Linked DNA regions of Zea mays: region 2 is linked to region 1. A link is a contact called in public Hi-C data. All regions are on one chromosome and are shown on one strand. The core of a region is the stretch at or near the end of the contact, and the rest is flanking DNA. Distances in the headings are between cores, read along the strand shown. Region 1 holds the start of LOC103638767 (probable glucomannan 4-beta-mannosyltransferase 9). Region 2 has its middle 20 kb from the start of LOC100282052.

The links. Hi-C and Micro-C count contacts between places; a contact is called where the count stands out from the background.
Region 2: a Hi-C map of ear shows a contact between it and region 1, with 8 times the contacts expected there. The contact joins the enhancer-like site here to the promoter of LOC103638767 in region 1. A contact is called at or near these places in 6 of 25 Hi-C or Micro-C datasets (ear, leaf, root tip and 1 more).

What each region holds. Positions count from the first base shown.
Region 1 is chr9:103,988,751-103,994,841 of Zm-B73-REFERENCE-NAM-5.0, reverse strand. LOC103638767 (probable glucomannan 4-beta-mannosyltransferase 9) reads left to right here and starts at 1,495. Exons shown (of 9, transcript XM_008661585.4): 1 at 1,495-2,139; 2 at 2,328-2,426; 3 at 2,513-2,765; 4 at 3,512-3,622; 5 at 4,383-4,519; 6 at 4,642-4,755; 7 at 4,866-5,065; 8 at 5,214-5,399; 9 at 5,486-6,032. The coding sequence starts at 1,819. The coding sequence ends at 5,645.
Region 2 is chr9:104,060,555-104,067,524 of Zm-B73-REFERENCE-NAM-5.0, reverse strand. No RefSeq gene overlaps it. Among protein-coding and RNA genes, the nearest start is that of LOC100282052, 20 kb to the left of the region's middle. Within about 2 kb of position 2,989, at least 10 of the 20 cell types and tissues checked have an H3K27ac peak or open chromatin away from gene starts, as enhancers often do. A contact at or near this core is called in ear and tassel, where this site is marked.

The sequences.
Region 1 (6,091 bases), core at 246-2,745:
CTCCATAGGCCATGCGACGAGCCCCTCCCGACGCCACAAGTCGCACGTTGAGCCACACTCCCCCACAGGCGTGCACGTGTCGCCACCGCCTAGATCTGGGCGCACTGGTAGAAGGACCCCATCACCACCTTCCTTAGGATCCACACGGTGTGCAACGACCCCCAGAGGTGGTGGCAGCCGGCGGTGGCTAAGGTTTGGGCTGCCACCTGAGTCAAAACGTTTGGGTCGGAACGACTCAAACAATGAATTTTTAGGTGATCTTTGAGATTGGAGGGTCGTTGCTAATTTCACTAAGGCACTTATACAGTCTGAACATCAGTGGTCTCTGGATCTGAGAAAAAAGGTGGACACAACGGGTCGTCTCAAGAGTAATCATATTAGGAACCACATGGATGCTTCAGAGGCTTCAAACAAGTTTCCCTTCTTCCTAGCACGAGAGTTAACTCAAATCGAGCGTGCCTAGCATATGGGAGCTAACTCAAATCGAGTTTTTAGCATTTATATCCAAATCCTAACAAACTCTCTGGTAATCTAAAGAGGTAAACAAAAATCCAAATATTAGGATCCTACCAACTAATTCTCCAAGTCTTGAGGATTCCTAGTGGTCGTGTTTAGTGTGTCGCAGTTTGGCCTATTTGTGAGCCACGGATATGTTTCCTTCCTTTAAGTAAACTCAAATCCCCTTGAGGATTGGAAGGAAATAGGGGTGAAAATTAGTTTATTTCCACCTCATCCCTCTCCAATCTCCAAGGAGATTTGAGTTTCGAAACTAGTCCTTATTGATCCAAGTTGTCCACCGTAACACATCTCATCAAGAGCTGTCACTATAACAACTAGTTTGGAAACTTAAATCTTCTCCGAGATTTCTGAGAATTGTGGAGGGATGAGCTAATTTCTCATTCAATCTCTGAAAATTCTGGATGAGATTTAAGTTTGCAAACTAACCTTAAAAAGGAAAGAAAAGATGACGGATCCACAATCCAGATCAATCCACCCATTATACTCCAGCCAAAACTAAGAACTGTGTACAATAAATGCACTCTATTTTATGGACGTTTCTTGTTTTTTTCTTCTTATTGGAACGTGTACCGATTTAGAAGTTCTAAAAAGCATTACCATGTTAACATTTCCTATAATATTGAAGCACTAGTTGAGAAGCCAATTACCCTATTTTTCTAAGTATGAAAACTAGTTCTATACGCATGCATACAAAAAGAAAGAAAAAACCAATGAATACACAAGCTAGTAAAGTGATGCCTATTTTGTTTTTTTTAAATGGTAAGGTGATACCTAGCTTACAAATGGAAATGGTTGGCCCGGTGAAAACAGGTGGATGGATTCGCATGTACTCCGGTTATCAAATCCAAAAATGTATCAGCAGTTCAGCACCCTGTAGGCTGTATGTATGGCTGTATCTACCGCAGGCACAGCCAAGCGAATCACAATCACCTACGGTTAAAACCACCTGGCAGCGGCCACCGACACCCGGCGGCGGCGTCCCCGGGGGTCAGCCCCCAGCCGTTAAAATCTCCCCTCGCTGCCTCGCCGTCTGGTGGTCCCTGCGGGAGCCAACAAAGCCCACCACCCTCCCGCTAGGCGCTAGCCCACCCCTTTTATTCTCCCTCCCTTGACGAGCAACGGAGCAGGCGCTGCAGGCACCGGCACCACCCCGGCGGCGGCGCTGCATTATTCCCACCTGGCCACCGTGCCCCCCCCCCCCCCCCCCCCCCCCCGCATTGCGTGCTAGGTGTCGTCACGCCTGCTGCTCGTCTGTGTGTTGGGAGCCTGGGTCCACGGTGTGCAAAAATCACAACCGCAATGGCGGTACTGGCGGAGCTGGGGACGGTGCCGGCGGCGGGCTACTCCCGCAGCGACGTCGCGGCGGCGCTGTGGCAGCAGCTCAAGTCCCCGGTGGTGGTGCCGCTGCTGCGGGTGTCGGTGGCGCTGTGCCTGGCCATGTCCGCGATGCTGTTCGCGGAGAAGGTGTACATGGCCGTGGTGGTCGCCGCGTCGCGCCTGCTCGGGCGGCGGCCCGAGCGGCGGTACCGGTGGCAGCCCATCCGCGACGGCGACGACCTCGAGGCGGCCGCCGCCTACCCCATGGTGCTCGTCCAGATCCCCATGTTCAACGAGCGGGAGGTGAGTGAGCGCCTGCCGGACGGACGCCGGCGCCGGCGTTGGCTCTGGTCGTCTCGCGATCAAAGCGTTCATTTTTAATTTAAGGCTAGCTAGTAGGGGAGGACTTACATACACTGACCGTACGTGTGCGTGCGTGTGCTGGGCTGCTGGCTGGCTGGCTGCATGGTGGTGCGTGCGTGGACGTGCAGGTGTACAAGGTGTCGATCGGGGCGGCGTGCGGGCTGTCGTGGCCGTCGGACCGGATCATCGTGCAGGTGCTGGACGACTCCACCGACCCCGTCGTCAAGGTACATACACAACACAAGGAACTCCAGCATGCATACTATCATGTTCATGTTTCTATTAATTCCTGATGATGATGGACCACCACCAGGAGCTGGTTCGTGCTGAGTGCTGGCGGTGGGCGAGCAAGGGCGTGAACGTCAAGTACGAGGTCCGCGACAGCCGGCGAGGGTACAAGGCCGGCGCGCTCCGGGAAGGCATGAAGCGCGCCTACGCCCGCGGCTGCGACCTGGTGGCCATCTTCGACGCCGACTTCCAGCCGGAGCCGGACTTCCTGTGGCGCGCCGTGCCGTTCCTTCTCCACAACCCGGACCTCGCGCTCGTCCAGGCGCGCTGGAAGTTCGGTACGTCGTTTTTACCGCACGTACGTACTCCAGCTAGCGACCCAACCCAACTGCGTGCCCAGTACATGGAAGAACGTCGGTGCTGGGCCCAGGGTCAAAGTGTCCCTGTCACTCACACAGGCAGGCGGGTCCTCCACATAAACTGCATGATGCATGCATGCATCGGTCGGTCTCCATCGGCCACCCATGTGGTTTGCGACGCCATTCCTGTAGCCCGTAGGCACCAAAGCAAGCTTTCCTTGAGAGAGTGAGCGTCAGCTAGACAAGACACGCCAGCACCAGAGATCATATCAGCTACCACAGGTCACGGTCTGAGCCTCAGTTCCAGCCTCAACTACCTACCTACCCACCCCCCAAGTGCAAGTGCAACTTCCAACGAAACCACACCTACCTGCTTTGGCATCATCATAAACGCGGTCCAGCACTCGACCACTAGACCCAGTCTTTCCGGATCAGCAATGAACATCTCCTCCGTCTCTGGAGTCTGGACTAGTACTAGCACATATCACACTCACTCTCATTCATTCATCACTGATGGACGACAGGCGCAAAGAATAGTTCTTTTTTATATAAAAAAACATGTCTCAGTAAAGGCTGTCAACCGTCTGAATTATCCCCCACATTGATGAAAGGATGTTTTTTCGGGCCGGCAGCACCTTCCATCAGCTTGCTTTGCTAGAGGCTCTTTGTGCATGCTGAACTGCTGCTGATCCCATGTCCGCTGCTGCTGGGTCTCCCATGAGCAGTGAACGCAGACGAATGCCTGATGACAAGGATGCAGGAGATGTCCCTGGACTACCACTTCGCAGTGGAGCAGGAAGTCGGCTCCTCCACCTACGCCTTCTTCGGCTTCAACGGTAAAAACTCTCTCTTCAGATGCCTTCTCTTGTGGGGGCGGCCGGGGGGCTAGCTGTGCCCTTTCTCTTCTCCATGCATGCCTCTGTCCCTCGGCCTTTTCCTTTTTTTTTTCTGCCACGTGTTTCAGTCCCTCATACTCTGTTTCCTAGTCTTTCTATAAAGATAAACGAAAAAAAAGGGGGTCACGTGCCACATCTCAAAGCCGTATGAAATTTGTGTAAAAATAAGTTGAAGAGATTTAGAGATGATGAAGGGACCCTGAACGACGAGTGACAGTAACGACAGCTCAGCTCAATAATAAAAGTCGTTATTCTTAGGGCCTGTTTAGTTCATATGTAGATTCCTGAAAATCTGATTTCAGCTGTGAACTATGAGAAGGTTGTTGTGAGCTGACCATTATAAATACTGAAATTTGCTTGGTTGAAACAACTCTCAACTGTAGATTTTATAAGAGCATGACAGCTTCTAATATGGATGACAGGAATCTAGAAAATCTGGCGTAGAAGATGATTCTAAATTGAACTAGAGAAATATATAGATTTTCAGAAATCTATTCTGCTGAAGTATCCATTTTGGTTGGAATTTCAGATTTTTGGTATCGAATCTGGTTAAGAAAGCTGAATCAAACAAACCATTAAGCTGTCTCTCAAACAGTTTTTCTATCCCACGCACTCTCTATTTCAAACTCAACTACGTAAATAGCACAGCACAGTCTACAGTTTCGCACGGCCTTTACCATTCGACATATCTTTTCGATAGGAACCGCTGGCGTGTGGCGCATATCCGCTTTGAACGAGGCCGGAGGGTGGAAGGACAGGACCACGGTGGAGGACATGGATCTGGCAGTCCGAGCAAGCCTCAAAGGGTGGAAGTTTGTATACATCGGTGACCTCATGGTAGGATGCACCATGTGTTACACCAACTGCGTTCGCTTCCCTTGTTCTTTGAGTGTTACCAGTCCTCCTCCTTCCTGAGCATGCAGCCGAAATTAACCCAGAAGAGACGCGTTGTTTTCCAGGTGAAAAGCGAGCTCCCGAGCACACTCAAAGCGTACAGGTACCAGCAGCACAGATGGTCGTGTGGGCCGGCAAACTTGTTCAGGAAAACGCTGGTGGAGATCGTCAGAAACAAGGTGCCTTGCACAGAACCCCTTTTAAATATTTAATATATATATATAGCCAAAAAAAAAGAGACTTGTTTCTAACTAGCTAGTTATTGGTTTTTTTTTCTCCCTTGGTGCAGAAGGTGACGCTCTGGAAGAAAATCCACGTCATCTACAACTTCTTCCTCGTGCGCAAGATCGTAGCGCACGCCGTGACGTTCGTGTTTTACTGCATCGTGATCCCCACGACGGTCCTGGTTCCTGAGGTTCAAGTGCCAAAGTGGGGTTCCGTCTATATCCCAACCGTAATAACCCTTCTCAGTGCTGTTGCCACTCCAAGGTAGTACCAATCTTTCCAACAACTCTATGATCATCCAGCCATCAAAAGTTCAAAACCAACGATGCCTTTCACTCTGCCCTCAAGCTATGATAAATCCGATGACATTAGCTTACAGATCTGACATCAAAACCATCGGATGGTGGTGCAGGTCAGCTCACTTAGTTGTCTTCTGGACCCTCTTCGAGAATGTGATGTCGCTGCATAGAACCAAGGCCACTTTCATCGGCCTACTGGAGGCAGGCAGGGTGAACGAGTGGGTGGTGACAGAAAAACTCGGTGATGCTCTCAGGACCAAAGTGCCAGGCAAGAAACCCCGCATGAGGATAGGAGACAGGTACATGACGAAGAACTGTCTTTTCTGATCCATTTTTTCTGATTCATCTATTCCATCCTCGCGGATAAACTTCGATGTCGAATCAGGTTGCACGTTCTGGAGCTCGGTGTCGCAGCTTACCTCCTCTTCTGTGGATGCTATGACATTGCGTTCGGGAACAACCGCTACTACATATTCTTGTTCCTCCAATCCATCGCTTTCTTCATCGTCGGCATTGGCTATGTCGGAACATTCGTCCCTCACTAGCTAGCTCGTAGCAGAATCATTCTGAGAGGCTACCCATCCTGATGATGCATGGTTGTCTTCAACCCCTTCCGGTTTCATTTCATGGAAATCAGTTGGTAGATAAGATCGAGCAAACCTTCTCTTGTATGTAATGTTGTCATGGGAAAAAAAAGAAAATACAGTGTAAAGGCACACTGGCAGACAAGCCATAGATATGAGTAGGTATGTGTGTTGTTGAAGGAATGTGCTGTGATGCGCATGGGGGGATTGGTGATGACAAGCAGGCCGTTTTGAGTCTCCATGTCACCTATGCAGAATCAGCTGTAGAAAAAAAGGTAGCAAATTGTGGAAGTCGAACCAATTGTTTTGCAAACATAAAAAAAAAAGATGAATGTTTGTTGGCGAGTTCGTTGTGAGAACATTGTAAAGTTGTACATGTTTTGTTGTCTCCTCTTACCCTTCTTTAT
Region 2 (6,970 bases), core at 1,740-4,239, 71 kb before region 1:
CTGTTGACTGTGCGAGCTTCGGACTCCTCTCTGAAATCCCTCTGAAGATGATTGTGCTGACTCCCTTCTGGCTGTTGTCCTCGCTGGATCGGCGGTGGCGGTGGAGGTTGCTGCCAAGATGCTTGGGGTTGACTCGCCGAAGCAACAGAAACTGCAGGGTGGTTGCCTACATATTCTGGAATATAAGGTGAGTGATACGAAGCAGTATGCATGACCTGCTTCGGCTGACTCTGTTGCGCTGCTGCTTCCGCTATTTCTTTCTGCTTCTGGATGGTAACATGGCACATCCTGGTAGTGTGGCTCTTGTCTTCTCCACAGAATAAGCAATATATTTTTCTTGGCTGGTCTCCGAACCTTCCCCCGAAGCCCCTGGCGCCTCTGCCCCTTGGCGCTGGCGGCCGAAAAGAACTCTGCTGTTGGGCCGAAGCTTGTGAAGAGTGTTGTGGCCTTTGCTGCTGGCTTCCTCGATCATCAGTTTGAGCAGAGTTATGGATTGACCTAACATGCCTCGGGTGAAATCTTCCTCCGAAGCCCCTGGTCATTTCAGAGAACCTGAATGCTTCCTCCCTTCTTTGGCGGAAGTCATTGTCAGCTCGAATGTATTCGTCCATTTTCTGGAGCAGCTTCTCCAACGTTTATGGTGGCTTCCTGGCAAAGTACTGCGCTGATGGTCCCGGCCGAAGCCCCTTAATCATGGCCTCAATGACAATTTCATTGGGCACTTTTGGCGCTTGTGCCCTTAGGCGCAGAAACCTCCGGACATACGCCTGAAGGTACTCCTCATGGTCCTGGGTACACTGGAAGAGAGCCTGAGCGGTGACTGGCTTCGTCTGAAACCCTTGGAAGCTAGTTATCAGCATATCCTTTAATTTCTGCCAAGAAGTGATTGTCCCTGGCCGAAGAGAAGAGTACCAAGTCTGAGCAACACTCCTGACGGCCATGACAAAAGATTTTGCCATGACTGTCGTATTGCCACCATACGAAGATATGGTTGCTTCATAGCTCATTAGGAATTGCTTCGGGTCTGTGTGACCGTCATACACAGGGAGTTGGGGTGGCTTGTAAGACTGTGGCCATGGTGTAGCCTGCAATTCTGTTGAGAGAGGAGAAGCATCATCAAAAGCAAAGTTTCCATGATGGAAATCTTCGTACCAGTCATCCTCATTGTGGAAGCCTTCCTGATGAAGCTCTCTGCGTGGAGGCCTTCGGCTTTGATCATCTTGAACAAGATGACGAACCTCTTCAGAAGCTTCGTCTATCTGTCTCTGAAGATCAGCTAGACGAGCCATCTTCTCCTTCTTGCGTTGCACCTGTTGCTGAAGGATCTCCAGGTTGTGGATCTCCTGATCTAGGTCATCCACCGGAGGTGTTGGACTAACAGCCTTCCTCTTCTGGCTTCGGACCTCTCTGAGAGAAAGGACATCCTGATTGGGATCCAGCGGCTGTAAAGTACCAGCCCCTGTCGCTGAAGCTTTTTTCGGCGGCATGACGAAGGTGATGCTTGCCGAAAGTGTTCAAGATTCAAAAAATGGAAGTGAGTTCACCGGAGGTGGGCGCCAATGTTGGGGACTTGTTCTCAAATGCTATGAATCAAGAACAAGGCAACATAAAATGTTAAATGTTAATATCCTTCGTCCTTTTAAACATTATTTCCCTAAGGATATAATGATTTTTGGACGAAGGTTATGAAGGACATACCTTCATAAACATAAAATATAATAATGAAGAAGGAATCATATGAAACATAAAAATAACATAAACAGTTGTGTATTATTATCGACTCATTTCCATTTTATTATAACGGGAAGATAAAAATGATATCAAATTACAAGTGTACCTTCAGCTCGTAAGAAGGTAAAAGTACAAGTGTGACGCAAAAGTCAATGCCAAAACCAGTGTGTCCAGTACAGGGATACTGTTCAACTATTTATAGGCACGGGTCGCAGCCCATAGAAAATTACAATAATGCCCTTTATATTTATCAATAACTCTATGATAACTCTTCGAGGTCTAATCTGGTTTTTCATCTTTAAGTCGGTTTCCTTTTCCGCCGCTATTCCGAAGCTCTTCTACACACAGCTTCGTCTCTGCGCCAACCTTTGTGCTTCTTCGTACCGTGGCTCTGATCCGAGTCCGAAGATACCTGTTAATGTACTTTACTCCAGAAACATTGTTAAATCATGTTTTTGAGGACCTTCGGAAGCCGAAGGCCCCCAATAATATAGGAATATTATCAGCTACTGAACCAGCTACTATCAAGTCTGACATAGATACCAGATCTCAGCCAAGAACTACCAATACTACTGCAAATCAGAAGAAGAACGGATTACCTAGAAGGAGTGTCACAACAGCGAGAGGGAGGAGACGTGAGAGGGGAGAGGAGACGACGGCGAAACCCTAGCGCGAGGAGAGCGCGACGGATGGATTTGTCTAGCTCGAGCGCGAGGAGAGCGCGACGGTGGCCGAACGTAGCCTGGTTCACGTGGAATGTGCCTTTTGGCCGTATCCCACGGCCTGGTTGAGGCCAATATTTTGCACGAGTCTGACCTGATCCAGACTTACATCCAAGCAACCAAACACATGAAGTTGTCTAATTTTTGTATCTGTAGAGCTTTGCACGTGCGCACGGATCTAACCAAACACATGGATATGCTCCCGCCTGCAGCCCCGTTCCGCTGCGATGGGCGTGCCGTTCATCGGCCCGACCACACAACATTCCCAGCGGCGCCCTGTGCTCCTCCCGTTAGTTATCATCTACCGGGCATCCGCCGCGCGGCGCGCGCTGCCGAAAATCACTGCGCATAGCGGGCCCGCGCTCAGCCCCCTCCCCTCGGCCTGCTGTACAAGACGATCAAGACCTGCAGGCCCGGCGGCGGCGCCGCTGCCGCGCCGTGGAAGTGCAGCTCCTCGTGTGGTTTGGGGATGGAGAGTGCGAAGCATGTGCGCACAAGGGAGATGGAAGGCGACCGACGCGGCGGCCTCGCTCGCGCGAGGACAGGCAAGGGCCCGCGCGCGTCCGATCACCTCACCGGACCGTGTACTGCATGGACGCAGGGCACACGAGTTCACACGAGTCGGTTGTTGTTGCTGCTGCTGTGATTTGTGAGCCGTGTCGCCGTCGGTGATCACATGCGCCGCGATTTGATCCTGTAGGACGAAGACGAAAGCGTGGTGGAGTCGGAGTGGACGTTACGTGAGTACTATTCCTGTCAAAATACAGACCCACCGCGTGTGCTCTGCAGGCCGCAGCGACATTGCCGTGCAGGCTCGCCATTTCTCCTCTCTGCATGTATTTGGTTGACTCATCAGAGTTTAACTACTGCTGCAGTGCTTGCTGATCTGCTCTGCTATGTTTCGTCGTCGGCTGATTAGCCAGCACAGCGGCGGCACGAGTTGCACGCTGCCGCGCGCCTGTGGCTACTGGCTAGTGGCTACTAGCTAGTAACAGTCAGTAGTACGCGGCAAGACTATAAGACTAGCTAGCATAGAACGCATGCACGCATAAGTGCTAATCAAGCCAACCACCAATATCTTTGCATAGAAACTACCGACGCACCTCAAATTTCCACACGCCGTGCTCTAAGCTTAATTAGCTACCTCAAAAACGCCCTTTCGTCATAGCCGTCAGATCACTTATGAACTGTTTTCGTGTGTCCCTATCTAGAACATCATGGCATCACAATCGATATCATCGAAGAACAATGAAATTGAATGTGTCGATTTTTAATAGTTCCGGCACAAATTTTACATATTGCGTTGTGACGATCAAACAGGAAAAACAAGTGTACATGGGCGAGAAGCTCGCTAGCCTCACATGGCAAGAAGTTAAAACCATCATAAACGAAAACTAACCGTAATGTAACTACCTAATTTATGTAAGTTTAAGGGAATAGGTCTACATAACCCTATTCTTTGATTACGTGTCTACATCAGAGAATGTCCTTGAAAATTGGATCTTTAACCCCTGTAACCTTGATAATACTATGCACAAGACTCATGGTAGGTCTTCTGATTTCATGGCCTGTAGAACATCGTGGACTTGTTTATGTTTTTCCCGTCCAACGTGACATGACGCCCTGTTCCCCTATGCATGTACCGGCTAGCGTAGCGGGAAACATCGCACTTTTGGGGCTGATTTGGTGACCCAGGATCTCAGGAGGATTGGAGGGGATTGATGAGAAAATTAGTTTATTTCCCCCCTCAATTCCCTCCAATCCTCCCGTGATCCCTTTGTCCACAACGTGGGCTCAGACAGGGGGATCCACTATGCCCTTATCTTTTTCTCCTCTGCGCTTGTTTGAACCAAAAAAGAGCTGCGGACGGTCCGGCCCTGAGGCCGGACGGTCCGCGGTCCGGACAGTCCGCGCCTGTGGGCCGGACGGTCCGCGCGTGCGCAGAACAGATTAGGGTTCCGAGTTTTGTGCTACGGTTGTTAGCTATATTCGCGGAATTAGCTCGGAATCAGTTGTGTAAAGGGTCCAGCCCCCCTCCTCTATAAATAGAGAGGTCTACGGCCGATTTGTATCATCAACAATCGAATCAATACAACTTTTATTCGCATTTTATCCTAGGAGTAGTTCTAGTCTAGTTTAGGTTTAGCCTCCCAATCCCCAAATTCTTCGTCTCTCTTCGGCTCTACGTCGATTAGAGGAGTCTAGGTCGGCCGGCCCGAGCCTAGACACCACCTAGGATCTCTCCTCCCCGACGGGGTCCCTCCCGGGAGCGAAATCCAGGCGCCGCCGGCGACTTCCGCCGCCTCTGCGTACGCGCGGACCGTCTGGCCCCTAGGGCGCGGACCGTCCGGCCGTCAGGCAGAGAAGCCCTAGCCGCGCACCAGGCCGCGGACCGTCCGGCCCCAGGCCGCGGACAGTCCGCCCCTGCGCAGAGAGTACCACCGCGCCTCGCACCAGGCCGCGGACCGTCCGGCCTCGCGCGCGGACCGTCCGCCCCTGTGCAGAGAGCACCGCCGCCGGTTCTTCTTGAGTATTTGGCGCTCCGAAAAGGCGTCAACATACTTTTTGGCGACTCCGCTGGGGACGACATATCTAAGCTCATCAAATCGGCCCTCAATGGCCGGTTCAAGGGATAGCTCTGATATTTCTCCAAGCAACATCATAGAGCCGACTTGGGAAACCTTGCCGGCTGACGAGCAGCTCCAGTTCGAGGAGCACAAGGAGCGGATGATCCAGGAGGCGAAAGCAAAGTTCTTGGCCAACTTCAAAGTGGACAGGAACAACAAAGTCGTCCGACATCGGGCGACGGATCCGGCTTCGCTCCAACCCACGCCAGATATCCCCAATGTAAGTAATACCAACGATCTGCAATCTCTTAGAAATTATGTAGAAGATCAGCGTGAACAAATGCAGAACATCATAGGGGGTATGCAAAGCGATCTTAAGAGACTAGTGCGTGCATTTGATAAATCTAGTATCACAAATTTTCCTTCGCACGAGGTTGAGTTAGGAGGTAACACGCGTAACACATCGGCTACAGGTTGTCACGACCAGTCACAACCCCTTTATGGGATGCCGATGGACACATACCCTGAGCAACCGCAAATCGGCAGCAAATCAGCCGATCTGCACATACCCGGACCGTCCGCACGTGAGCGCGGACCGTCCGGACCAACAACAGTCGGGCCGATTTTTAATGAGTTACCTAGATATGCGCCCGAACCTCCACACACGACACAGAATCTAAACTACCCAGTCGGACCGTCCGCGTACAACAACGGACGGTCCGCACATAATCACGGACGGTCCGGGCCAATGTCCGGACAGTCCGCACATGACCTTTTTGAGGAGGATTGTTACCAGAATCCTCACCCGTCCCAGCAGCACTTCCCATCGCACTATACAATGCATCAATCCATTAATTCAAGATCCAGAGCCCAGGAAAGCTTTCCGGCCCCACCCAGGAGGCCGGAAAGAAACGATCAAACCTATGACCCATATAGGGCAAATGAAAATGCACCACGTAACTCAAACCAATGGGGGGAAAGACAACATGCTAATATCCAGCCAACCTCACCTATGTTTGACCAGAGAGCCGGTGGTCTCGCACCGGCTGCCATTGATATAGTAAGGGAAGAAATAGCCGGGGCGTTCCGAGATAAGCTCGGAGTAAGCATGGTCCCTGGGGGGCAATCATATCGGAAACCTTATGAAAGCCGATTTGATCACCACCCATACCCACAGGGAACCAGGATACCCGAATTCGCAAAATTTTCGGGTGATCAAGGGAAAAACACACGCGAACATATAGGCCAGTTCTTAGCACAATTGGGAGAATTGGCCGACACAGAGGCATTTCGCGTACGTTTATTTTCATTATCGCTAACAGGAACCGCGTTTGCATGGTATGCCACTTTACCTCCTAATTCCATTTCATCATGGGGGGATCTAGAACAAAAATTTCATGATCATTTTTTCTCCGGTGACTATGAGTTGGATTTGGTAGATTTAGTGTCGTTGCGACAGACAAAAGATGAATCGGTTAATGATTACATCCGGAGATTCCGAGATACAAGAAACCGATGCTTTCAAATTCATTTAGCAGAGAAACAGCTAGTAGGATTAGCCTTTAATGGTCTGCAATATTATTTAAAAGAAAGATTAGAAGGCATCCAGTTCTTTACACTAGCACAATTACACCAGAGAGCTTTGGCTTGTGAAAGCCGAAGCAAAGAAACTGCTAAAACAACTCATCACAACGTACATGTAGTAGAATGCGACCAAAGTAGCTCAGAAGACGAATCAGCAGAGGTGTATGCTGCTGAAATGGTTTGGCCAAAGCAGGCCAAATCTTCGGCTTGTGCCTCCTTACAGCCGGTTCAAAAGAAACGGCAAGAGGAGGTTAAGTTTACATTTAATGTTGGTAAGTGTGATAGAATATTTGATGAATTACTTAAAAATGGCAACATTAAAATAAATCACACTGTTCCATCCGCCGACGAGCTAAAACGTCGTGC